2 separate regions of the Ovis aries genome follow, and region 1 is linked to region 2. Evidence: chromatin contacts called from public Hi-C data. All regions are on one chromosome and are shown on one strand. The core of a region is the stretch at or near the end of the contact, and the rest is flanking DNA. Distances in the headings are between cores, read along the strand shown. Region 1 holds the start of SRSF3 (serine and arginine rich splicing factor 3). Region 2 has its middle 28 kb from the start of PXT1.

The links. Hi-C and Micro-C count contacts between places; a contact is called where the count stands out from the background.
Region 1: a contact with region 2 is called in a Hi-C map of blood, with 3 times the contacts expected there. The contact joins the promoter of SRSF3 here to the enhancer-like site in region 2. A contact is called at or near these places in 3 of 16 Hi-C or Micro-C datasets (blood, muscle and tail adipose tissue).

What each region holds. Positions count from the first base shown.
Region 1 is chr20:10,605,921-10,611,626 of ARS-UI_Ramb_v3.0, reverse strand. SRSF3 (serine and arginine rich splicing factor 3) reads right to left here and starts at 3,217. Exons shown (of 5, transcript NM_001195316.1): 1 at 3,012-3,217; 2 at 1,582-1,716. The coding sequence starts at 3,217.
Region 2 is chr20:10,428,669-10,434,721 of ARS-UI_Ramb_v3.0, reverse strand. No RefSeq gene overlaps it. Among named protein-coding and RNA genes, the nearest start is that of PXT1, 28 kb to the left of the region's middle. Within about 2 kb of position 3,496, at least 27 of the 54 cell types and tissues checked have an H3K27ac peak or open chromatin away from gene starts, as enhancers often do.

The sequences.
Region 1 (5,706 bases), core at 1,968-4,467, 180 kb before region 2:
TGAAAACTGTTAGTAAAACCATTTAAAGGTGATAGGATTCAACAAATTTTTGCTAGAAAGGAAAGCTAAATCTGTTAGAGTTATTAAAATTTTTAGTTTGGCATCTCACACATGCAAATAAGTTTCACTTGAAGGTCTAGTTACATTATGAGTTCCCTATCACCCTTAAAAGTTTTATTCAAGCAATATATATGTACGTTACCATTCAATTATGCACAGCCAGCCTTTGATCCAGAAAAAAGAATTACTTTAAGCCGCTTACTCCTTATTTTAACCAGCAGTAAACTGTATAAGCAGGAAAAACTTACTAGTTTTTGGGTTTCAACAAGCTAGAAATGGTGAGGTGAGGCTGCCGGACTGACGGCCAGGAAGAATTTGCTGAAAAGGTTTTGCCAGATGTTGCGTTGGATTTAGTTGGTTGGCGAAGGGGGTGTTGTGGATTTTTCCTGCTTTTTTGTTAGCCGAAGGCTGCTGCTGTAGTTGTTGTGAAGACATTTGGTAAATAAACAGCTGAGCTGATTGGCCAGGAATGTGTGGGCGGTCGAGGTGGCTGCTGCCGATTTGGTTAAGGTTGGAGAGAAGGCTGAGAGAAAACAGCATGCTCGGGAACCAAAGGGCGGTGCAACCTGACGACTGGCCATGCCTGGGTCATGTGAAACGACACCAGCCAAGCTGAATGGGGCGCGCTGGTCACATGACGCTGAAAGGGCTAGTTGACTGGCTAATGCAGACTCAGAGGGTGGTGAGAAGAGACATGATGGTGACTCTGTAACGGGGTTCATTTTTATTAATAGATGGACCAAAAAGCACAAAAAAAAATGAAAAACAAGCCATCAGTACAACCATCTATTAGCTAACAAATACTCTTTATTATGATGGGCAACAGTGTGTTGTTTTGTTTTTCAAAACAGCAAAAGGGGCAAGATTTTGAACTCCTATCTCCTAGGACTTCACTCACCTGTAAGAGGTAAATTCAGTCCTATAGAAACTATTTTGGAAGTTTGAGGAGATGTGGAGTTAGCATCCAGACAATACTGCCTGGTCCAAGAATGATGCCATTTTCAATTATAAAAAAAAACCTGCATTCTCTCCTATTTGGGTTTGAAGAACAGATGACTGGGATTACTTTAGCCCCCTTTATTGGTCAGTGACTTTAGTTTCAGAATGATTTCTACTTTACCAGTTGTAACAATAAAACAGCTGCCTGTTTGATAAATATTACAATCGTGCTAACAGTAGAAAACACATTTTTGTGAAGAGCTAGAGTTGAATGTAATGTTTGTCATTATGGAGTCAAGAAATGGAAAAAGGCCTAAACTGAAGTATAAGGGAAGACTTGGAAAGATGCAACTAGAAGATGAACTAGAAGACAGATCCAAGATAGAAGTTACTGACTACCAACATGAACAGTGACCTAAAGACAAAAGCCAACACTCAGCACAACTCACATATCCCAAACTACACCCAACAAACGTTTCATAAAAACCTGATTCTTCAAAGTTAAAACCCACCAACAAACTGAGAGAGATACCTGTTCCTATTAGCTACACCAACACCTCTAAACACGCTCTCTCTAAGTACCTGCGTCGAGGTGGAGGACTCCTCCTCCGATAATCATCTCGAGGGCGACGACCCCAAGAAGGAGGTGGGCCACGATTACGACTTCTCTTTTCACCATTCGATAGTTCCACTCTTACTCGGCAGCCACAGAGTGTTCTAGGAGGCAAAAAACAGTAAATTTAAAACAGCCAAACTAATTTTCTAAGAGATGTGCATTATAGCAAGGAAAAAACAAATACAAAGCCCCCCCTTATAGCTAGCTTCTTTGCAAAGAATCCAACTGAATGTCTGCCGAATCCTTAATACCAAAGCAAGTTTTAGTTCCTTATTTTTCTAGTAAAGAAAACCAACTTCCTTATGTTTTATTGCTGTTAGTCTGATCATTGGGCTCAATGCTAACAGTTAAAATTTAAGTATGAAAACGTAGATTCATCCCCCAAGCTAGTTCATATGTACATCCTGTTTTGACTTCTTCCTTCAGAAGTTGCAGCAACTGTTTACCAATCATAAAGACTATTTGTTGGTCTCTCTCCTCCCCATTCCCTCTAAGCAAACATCAGTAAACAGGACAGAAGCATCCTGGACATTTTACATTTTCCTTTCCCTTCAATCATCACACAACAGTTTAAATGTAAGAAACTGTAGCTGAGAACAATTAAAAAAAAAAAAAAGACCTTTATATCCCACCTACTCATTAATGGTCCACATCACTAAGTTTAGATAAGCCACCATATGTGGACAGTGACTGGGAAGAGGTGGGGCCCTGGAAAAATGTTTTTGTAATCTGCTTAGATAAATGACCTTTTACGTAAAAATGACCTTTTACGTATCTTTATAGTCAACTTGCAGACCCTTTAATTTTTGGATCTTAATTCTGTTCCTTGGTTTCATGAAACCCAAGTTTTCAAATGCCAGGAAGAAGGGCAACACCTGTTCACTGTTGAAGACTCAGGTGTTAACTTACCAGTCAGCTAACAGAATATTGTAATACAAAGGGAAATATTGTTATATGATCCACATTTCCTAAACAAATATTTCCAACATGTATCAAAAAAAGATAATAGTACAATAAACCCATATAACCATATCCACCTACAATCAATCTGTGGCCATTAAGAGGAATGATTGATCCACAATTATTTTAGACACAATTCAAAGGCGACAACATGACTGATGCTTTGTGGTGGATTTAGATTAAAATGTTTCAACCACATGAAGTCACACACCCAAGCTGACCATTACAGTTATTTTCTCCAATGGCCAACTGAATAAAAAAACTTCCCATCTTCACAAATTGTTCACTTTTTTGATTGCCAAAAAAAGGTTTTATGTAAATTTCCAATAACATCAATTTCAGATAGCAAAGAAGCCATCTAAAAGCCATATATCCTAGAGATTTTAAATATTAAAACACCATAAACTATCATTAATTAAATTAATCAACAAATTACCTCCCATCTAGCTCTCGGACAGCATCAGCTGCGTCTCGGGGATCTTCAAATTCAACAAAAGCAAAGCCGGGAGGGTTTCTAGCAACCCACACACTTCGGAGTGGTCCATAATAGCCAAAAGCTCGTTCCAATTCAGTCTTGTTACCATTGTTTCCAAGATTACCTACATAAACTTTACAGTCCAATGGACAGGAATCACGATGCATTTCTGCAATTAGAAAACATATATATATATATATTATAGTCCACAGTGAAAAATAGACTCAGGAAAGAACTCAATACTAAAACCCAAAAAGCTAGGACTATCCCAGTAGTTACCGTTAACTGCATAGAAGCCAAAACAAATTGTGAAAGAAGGGGGGAAAAAAGCCTCCTTGAAAAGCAGGGGGAGGTGGGGAGTCAGGGAAGAAAACACACCAGGAGTGTTTACCAAAGTAGAAACTAAGGATTCTACCTATTCCAATGAATTTCACCTGGAAGAGTAGGATCACCTACTCAGAAGCAAATTCAAAAACAAAATGAAACTCGCTTAAGACAATCACCAAGAAAACTGATACTAATGTGCCTTCACAGGTCAAGTTAACCAGCATCACTCCTCACAATGCAAGACAAATCTGTTTTTAAAAAATGTACCTTACTCTATTCTCAATAGCCAAACGTGTCAAGCCAAATATCCAGCAACAGGTCGATAAGCAAAATGTACTATCCAAATTATTCCAGAATCAAGTACCCATAAATGCTACAAATGTGAAATGAAGCGTCAGAGTATACTGTTATAGATAACAGACACAAAATAGTGCACATATTACGATTCCAAGGATGTGAATTATCCAAAACGGGCAAATCCAGAAACATTTTAGTAGGTACCGGGGCTTGGGGAGAGAGGACAGGGCAAAAGGTGAATCGATGCTTCGGTATACAGGTCACTTCACTGGGTAAAAAAGAAGTTCAAACTAGTGAGGTGATAGCTGTACAACAATGTGAACATACTAAATACCTCCGAATTGTGCACTTTAAAATGAAGCTTATGTTAATTTCACCTCAGAGAAAACACATTTGTTACTTAAAATTTAAGCCACCTAGGGGGCTTACATTTTTACAAACTTTAGATACTTACACAGTCACTTAAGCAATATCTCATCAGCTTATAGGCAAGTTATCCATTGCATAAAAGAGCAGTCTGCCCATGAACTCAGCTCAAGGGCTTTACCATTTTTTTCTCACTCTGGGTTTATCCAATTAAAAAAAAAAACCAGTCCAGACACATCCTAATTGCGTGACCCCACCCTGCAACCTGGAGTTCTGAGACCAAATCACTGCTGAGGAATGTGTTTTTTCCCCCCTTTCCAGAAACTTTACAGTGACCAGTTTCAGGCCCATGCATCAACAGGAAAACTCACAAGAACAATTCAGCTCAAGAAAGGTCTGTTTAAAAGAAAAAAAAAAAAGTTATTGGGTCCCGACTGTAAAAAGTGAACTCAAGTTTAAGAAAAAAAAAAAAAAAACAAAAATGAAAGTGAGCATAGAAATCACTTAATATGGTTCCAAAGGCTGAGTTTTGATTAGTGACCTGAAGGAAAAAAAATGATAAGCTACTTAAGGAAACGTGTTGCCCCCCCCCCCCCAAAAAAAAAAAGGGCGCCACAAATTGAAAAGCCGCGGCCTGGAGTACAACCGACTACTGAGTCGACTCGGATAATCTCCCTTCCCGGCTCACCGCCTCTCCGTTCCCAGTGTAGGATTAAAAACATCTCCACTCTGAGGCCTGGGTATATCTCCGAGGGGCTGAAAGCCCCCGCCACAGCCCCTAGCTGAACGTCACAAAATGGCGGCACCGTCTCTTTGTCTCAGCCTGCCGCCGCCATTGGGCCTATCCCCACTTCGGCCCCTTTAAGGCCCATTTCCCACCTCATTCCTTTAGTAGTCGTTCGCTTACCGAGATCTTGGGTTAGAAATGCGGAGGTCCAAATCCACAGAACCTAGGCTAGGTCTTCCCGGTCCCCTCCCGTCCGGCGTCCCCGGATGCTCTCGCACACCCGGCGTCCACGAAATGGCGGACCACCGCCGTCTCCTCGCCTCTACTTATACGACACACCAGAGTCACATGATTGGATGGGCTCGCCCAATGAGAGGCGGAGAACGCCGTGACGTAGTGGCTACAAACGCAGCGAGAATCGCGGTTGCTGGGAGCGCGCTCAGGTCTTGGCGCCTTGTCCGTAGAGGCGGCCGTGGGGTGTCTTAGGCCCCGAGTTCCCTCAGGTGTAATTCCCCAGTTGCTGACTTCCAAGTTATCCTCAGTCCCGTCTCCCTCACCTCCAAATAGGCGGGGGTTTAAGAACACCTTCGCTGTCACTCTGATAAAACGTTTTGCTCCTAATGAGATTAAAGTATTAAATAAAGTATTCACTAATTACTTCATCCTCGTAAGCGGTTAGGCTGGAACTAAGACCATCACGTTTAGGAAAGTACTTAGGAATTGCTCCCAAGGTCAATGAGCCTTTGTGATTAAGCTGCCACCAGACTGTGCCAACCGGGGTCCCACAGTTAGAGAAAAGCCCAAGCCTAGAAAGTCTGCGGAACTCTGGCTGAATTCTCACGTCTCACGCAAACTGCAGGATTTGACCGAGACGATGGCGTATTATCACGGACTCTTGAAAAGTGTAATAGCAACGCAAACGCAAATGAGACTGGTCAG
Region 2 (6,053 bases), core at 2,247-4,746:
GATTGCTGGATCATATGGCGATTCTAGTTTTAGTATTTTGAGGAACCTGCATACTGTTTCCCACAGTGGCTTCGCCAACGTACATTCTCTCCAACAGTGTAGGACGGTTCCCTTTTCTCCACGCCCTCTCCAGCACTTATTATTTGTAGACTAAAAAAAGTCCCTTTTACTTATCACTGGACTGGAGGTGCTGACTGCAAGAGAATGAAAGGTGAGGGTAGGAGTCAGCATGTGGAAATGAAAGAAAAAACAAACTACATTCCAGGAAGACGACAGGCTTCAAAGTTTCAGGTGCTACTAGGGGTTGTGTGTGACCTTAGGTCCTTCAGAGACCGCGAGGGAAATTCCTGCCCGTCTCTCTGGACCTGGGAGGACCACATCTGAGGTTGATAATGCCTGCAAAATTCAGGGGTTTCCCTCTCAGCATAGTTTTTGTATTTTTATGGAGGCAGAACAGCCAGAAAGGAGTGGAATTCGTCCCCACCCTCCAGCCAAATACAGAAAACCAGACCCCTCTGACTCAGGTATTGTAGTTTTGAATTTGGGGGCTGTTGGTCTCAAATATCACAGAATAGGGAACCACATTCAAAATGCAATTGGCAGTTGGTCCCTAGAGTTCCTGGCAGTCCTGGTTGCCTGTGCAGGCCTGCCCTGACACCTGCATGACACCACACGCAGTCTCTGAGCTTTACACCATGCAGCTTTTAAAAAATTAACTATTTTATTTTTTGGCTGTGTGGGTCTTCACTGCCACACACAGGCTTTCTGTGTGGTGAGTGGGGGCTACTCTTGGTTGCAGTGCACACGCTTTCTATTGCAATGGCTTCTCTTGTTGCAGAGCACGCGCTCCAGGGCAAGTGGGCTTTAGTAGTTGCAGCACGTGGGCTCAGTAGTTCCTGCTCTTGGGCTCGAGAGCATTGGCTCAGTAGTTGTGGAGCCTGGGCTTACTGGCTCCATAGCATGTGGGATCTTCCCAGACCAGGGATCAAACCTGTGTCCCTTGCATTCCAAGGCAGATTCTTAACTACTGGACCATCAGGGAAGCCCCGGCAAGTAACTTTTTGTGTCTCCCTTCTGCATTATCAGACTGATCTCCCTTGGAGACTCTAAAGTCCTACTGCTATCCTCCACACATCCTTTTCTTTGCATTCATGCTAGGAATAGGTGTGTTATCATTAAAATGACATCTGATTCTGCTCTCTGCCTGTCCCTGACTACTGAGGCATCCTGCCACATGTTTATTAGTGGATCCGCTCTACTGCAGAGCTTCTCAACTGAGCGGTTTTTTCTCCCTCCCCAGGGACATATGGCAACGTCTGCAGACATTTTTGGTTATCACAACTCGTGAGTTGGGGAGGGGTGAGGCTGGCATCTAGTGGGTAGGCACCGGGGATGCTGCTATGTATCTTATAAAGCGCCCACAGCAAGGGGCTGTGAGACCCAGTGTCTACAGTGCTGAGGTTGATAAATCCTGCTGCACTGTGAACTGCTGGGAAGGTTCTTTGTCTTTAAAAAAAAATCAATTTAGAGATGCTCTTGACCGGTCACAGGCATTTTACTGTTTAAATAATGTATTTACTTGTCTGTGCTGGGTCTTCTCTCCAGTTGCGGCACATGAGCTTCTCATTGCAGTGGCTTCTCTCGTTGCAGAGTCCGGGCTCTGGGGAGCACACGTTTCAGCAGTTGTGGCACGTGCGCTCAGTAGTTGCGGCCCCCCCCACCCCGCCCCGCCCCCGGCTCTAGAGCACAAGCTCAGTGGTTGTGGCACATGGCTTAGGTGCCCCGCAGCATGCGGGATCTTCCCAGGATTCGGGGATCAAACCCGTGTCTCCTTGGGTTGGCAGGCAGACTCCTTACCACTCAGCCACCCAGGGAAGCCCGCAGGCATTTTATCTGCCATCTGCATTGCAACGGGAAATTTTGGAATTCCCCCCAATCCATCCTCTTTTCATTTTGTTTATGGTATCTTTGGACACACGTATAAAAATTAATGCAGTCACATATGTGCTTCACTTTTTATTACAGTCTCTGAGTTTCCTGTCCTGGTTGAGTCTCTGCTACCCTTGTTCAGGGCACATGGTTTTCTATTTCCAGTTCTGTTAGGGTTGCTATTTATTGTTCAATTCATTAGGCCTTAATCCATCTGGAACTGATTTTTGTGACTGGTGGGAGGTGAGGGTCCAAAGACAGATTTTTTTCCAGGTAGAGAGCCAGCTGTGGTTTTATCATACCTCAAATTAGCTATCCTTCCCCACTAAATTAATGTCACACACACATATACGGCACCCTCTTCTTTTCCAGTGATACTTGTCAATCTTTGGTTAGTACCATCAGATCCTGATTATGTGGTTTTGTAGTACCACAAAGGCCAACTCTCACTTCTATTCCTTTTTTTTTTCCCCTTAAATAATTTTTGGGTCAATTCAGACATTTCTTCTTTCTTAGGTCTTCAAATAAATAACGGAAGCCTCTTCTTCCTCCCATGCTGGGTTTTGTTGCTCAGCTTTCTGTTTGTAGCACAGTGCACTTTTCGTCTGCGTCGCTGGTGAGGACTGTGACAGTCATTGGTTCCTGGAGTCCCTCCTGCCAGCCGCACTCTGTGCCCTGTCCCAAGCAGCAGCATGGTGCCTGGCACGTGGCTGGAGCTGGAATAAACGAAGGAATGTATGATGCAGATCTTTTTTTTTTTTTTTTTTCCCAAACAGGAAAACTAGTTCTCTCTTTTGTGTTGGTTTGGGACCTGGCAGTCAGAGGTTGGCTTAGTCCTTGTCATTGTCGAGGGGTGGCCTCAGACAGTCGTTTCTCTCCTCTGCTTCGGTTTTCTTACCTGTCAGGCTGGACCTGATGAGCCCTGAGCACCTTCCACTCTCACGCAGCTGGGGGTGGGGAAGTGATGAAGAGCTCTAGGGAGACGCACCACGCAAACGGAAACGCTGGGTTGACTTATCGCAGGCACAGTGCAGGGGCCTCCATACTTTTAGGGGCCCATGAAAATGGCCCACTGTCTTTTAAAAATTGGAAGAAAACGAAGTCATCCCTTTTAAGTCACATGATCTGGCTTTAGGTCCGATCCCCCTAGAAAGGGGCGGGGGGAGGGAAGAGGAAGAGGCTCAGATGGGAAGGGATGGGTTTTTGCCTGCTCCATGTTCACGACCACAGCCGCGTTTTCCAGATGCCAACACGCACGCAGGCCTGTAGCTTAGAAACTGCAAGCCCAGGAGTCAAACCCAGTATTTCTGGGCCGAGCCCCGCCTCCGGGGAAACAAAGGGCAGTCACACCGCAGGCTTCCTCTCAGGCTGCCCAACCACTGCGCCACCCGACCAAGCTGGAAGTGTCCCCATCGGGTGCTGAAGGTAGACCTCTGGGCCCTCTGTGAGGCGAGGCAGTTTGGGCCGGGGTAGAAGTTCCCGGTACCCAACCCCTCCTCTCTGGGCACGTCCCTGGGATTCCACCCGCCCCGGCTCCAGCTCCTTTCCCAGCCTGGAGGGCCGGCCCGAGAGGCTCTGCTGGCGCTCTGGCGCCCTCCAGTGACCATCTGCTCTAAGGCCCGCTCTCAGCCCTTCCCCCTCCCTCCCTCCCCAGCCCTTCCCCCTCCCTCCCTCCCCAGCCCTTCCCCCTCCCTCCCTCCCCAGCCCTTCCCCCTCCCTCCCTCCCCAGCCCTTCCCCCTCCCTCCCTCCCCAGCCCTTCCCCCTCCCTCCCTCCCCAGCCCTTCCCCCTCCCTCCCTCCCCAGCCCTTCCCCCTCCCTCCCTCCCCAGCTCCGGGCAATCTGCTGCCTGATTGCTTCCTCATCTCCCTCCAAGCACAAAGAAGTGACCTGCGGAGGGGGGCATTTCTCTTTCAAAGCCTCCCAGGTCACTTGCCCCTCCCTAGCCCACCCCACTACTTTAAGTCAGTCAGCTTTAAATCAATCAGCATCGCCTGAAATCACATGAGCTGGCTTTAAATCAGTCAGTCACTATGGAGAACAGAATGGAGGTGCCCCAAAAAACTAAAAATAGAGTTGCCATGGGATCCGGCAGTGATACTCCTGGGCATATATCCAGGGAAAACTCTCATTCGAAACGCACTTCAGTGTTCACACCAGCACTAATTACAATAGCCAAGACATGGAAGCAACCTAAATACCCATCGACAGATGAATGGATAAAGAAGATACGGTATACAACTAATATGGAATATTACTCAGCCATGAAAAAAGAACAAAATAACGCCATTTGCAGCAATGAGTGGACCTAGAGATTATCATATTAAGTGAAGTAAGTTAGACAAAGACAAACGCCATATGGTATGACTTACATATAGAATCTAAAATATGACACTAAAAAACATTTACACGAAAAGAAACAAACTCATAGACATAGAGAACAAACTCAAGGTGAGCAAAGGGGAAAGGAGGGAGGGATAAATTAGGAGTTTGGGATTAGGAGATACAAATTATTATACATAATAAATAAACACAAGGTACTACTGTAGGAAAAAAACAGGAAGAAGCCCCCTCCCCCCAGTGTGTGTGCACACACACTCATATTCTCTCTCTCACATACATACACACACACTCACACACTAACGCCAGCCCAGGCACTGACTCTGAGGTCACAATGAACAGGCTGCAGAAAGCAATTTCACTGCCAGGCATTCTGATAATACAGTTATTGAAACCGCTAGCTGACAACAGTTAATGCAGTAACTAAGATAACTTGGCCTAAAAGCTTTGATTTAAAATTACCCTGGCATGTGTATACTGTCTAATTATTCTCTCCCATGATCTACCCTCTCATTAAAGTCAAATTTCTTTGTGAGAAATTCTACATTTTGCACCACGATTGGGAAGAAGCCACATGCACTCACCTGCTCATGACAGGGGTGGGCTATCAGAGGAGCTAAAGGGGAACGGCGTGTCCTGTCCTCCCAGGTGCGGGGAGATCCGTCTCTGCAACAGACCACACCCTCCTTCCCAGCTTTCCCTTAGGAAAGGACCGGTGGAAATCTACTACACCTGCATCAGCTGAGGACCCCAAACAACTAGGTGCCTAAGTGGGAGGGAGGTGCCCATGGGGCTGGAAGAGGCACCTCGAACTCAGAGAAAACTCAATAAGCTGGCATCCAATTCACTTCTCCACCGGTGAGAAAGCCCAGGCTGACCTGCTGGAGACCAAACACCAAGCCGGTGGCAGCAGTGGGAACAGAAACTGTTTTCAGCGCAAAGCTGCTCTCACTGCGCCTGCCATCACGTCTCCTTCTAACTCACGGTTTCCTGGCACATCCCCACCTAGCAGAGCTCCAGGCGTGGTGTGTGGCTCCTGGCATGGAGATGCTGTTGGCTGGACCAGGCTTCTGAGGCCACGCTCCAGGGTGGCCCCTGGCTGTTGGGCGGTTCTCTTTTGTCTGCATCTCTAGCCAGCTGCCTGCCAGGCCCTCGGCCAATCTAGGATTCTGCGATGGGGTTGGGCACCTGACGAGGCTCACCTGTGGGAGGAGGGTCGTGGCCAAGGCTTCTGTTGGCAAGCTCTCGGCCAGTGTCTGAACAAACAGCATCCTTGCTGTGTGTGTAAACCCTCAGAGGTACTGCGATACTGTTTTTTAAACATAAGCCCCACTTGGCATATTTCGGAGATAAATTCCCCCATTAAAGTTCTGGGATGACATGCATTTAGAATGAGCAGGAAGACACAGTATGCTCACAGATGATCTATTACTTGGGGGACTTTAAAACTCTCACCAGAAATCATTCACCCTCTTCACCCTTTTGGGCATCAGCACAGGCAAGGCTTGGCTGCACTCTGTATTTATCCCTGTGATTTCTCTAGACTCTTTCCTTCCAGGAAGAATCTCTGGCCTCTGCAGGGACTGAGTGGTGACAGGTAACTCTGAGGCTGAAATGCTGGAATAAGAGAGACAAGGTCTGCAAACATTTGGATAGCTGGGGCAAAGGAGATTTCTCTGTGGAGAGGTGTAAACACAAGTACTGAGGCCTGGGCATGGGGCAGTCAGGTGCCCTGACTGAGGATGAGAGGCCAGACAGGAGATGCCCTGAGGGGCCTTCTGCCGAG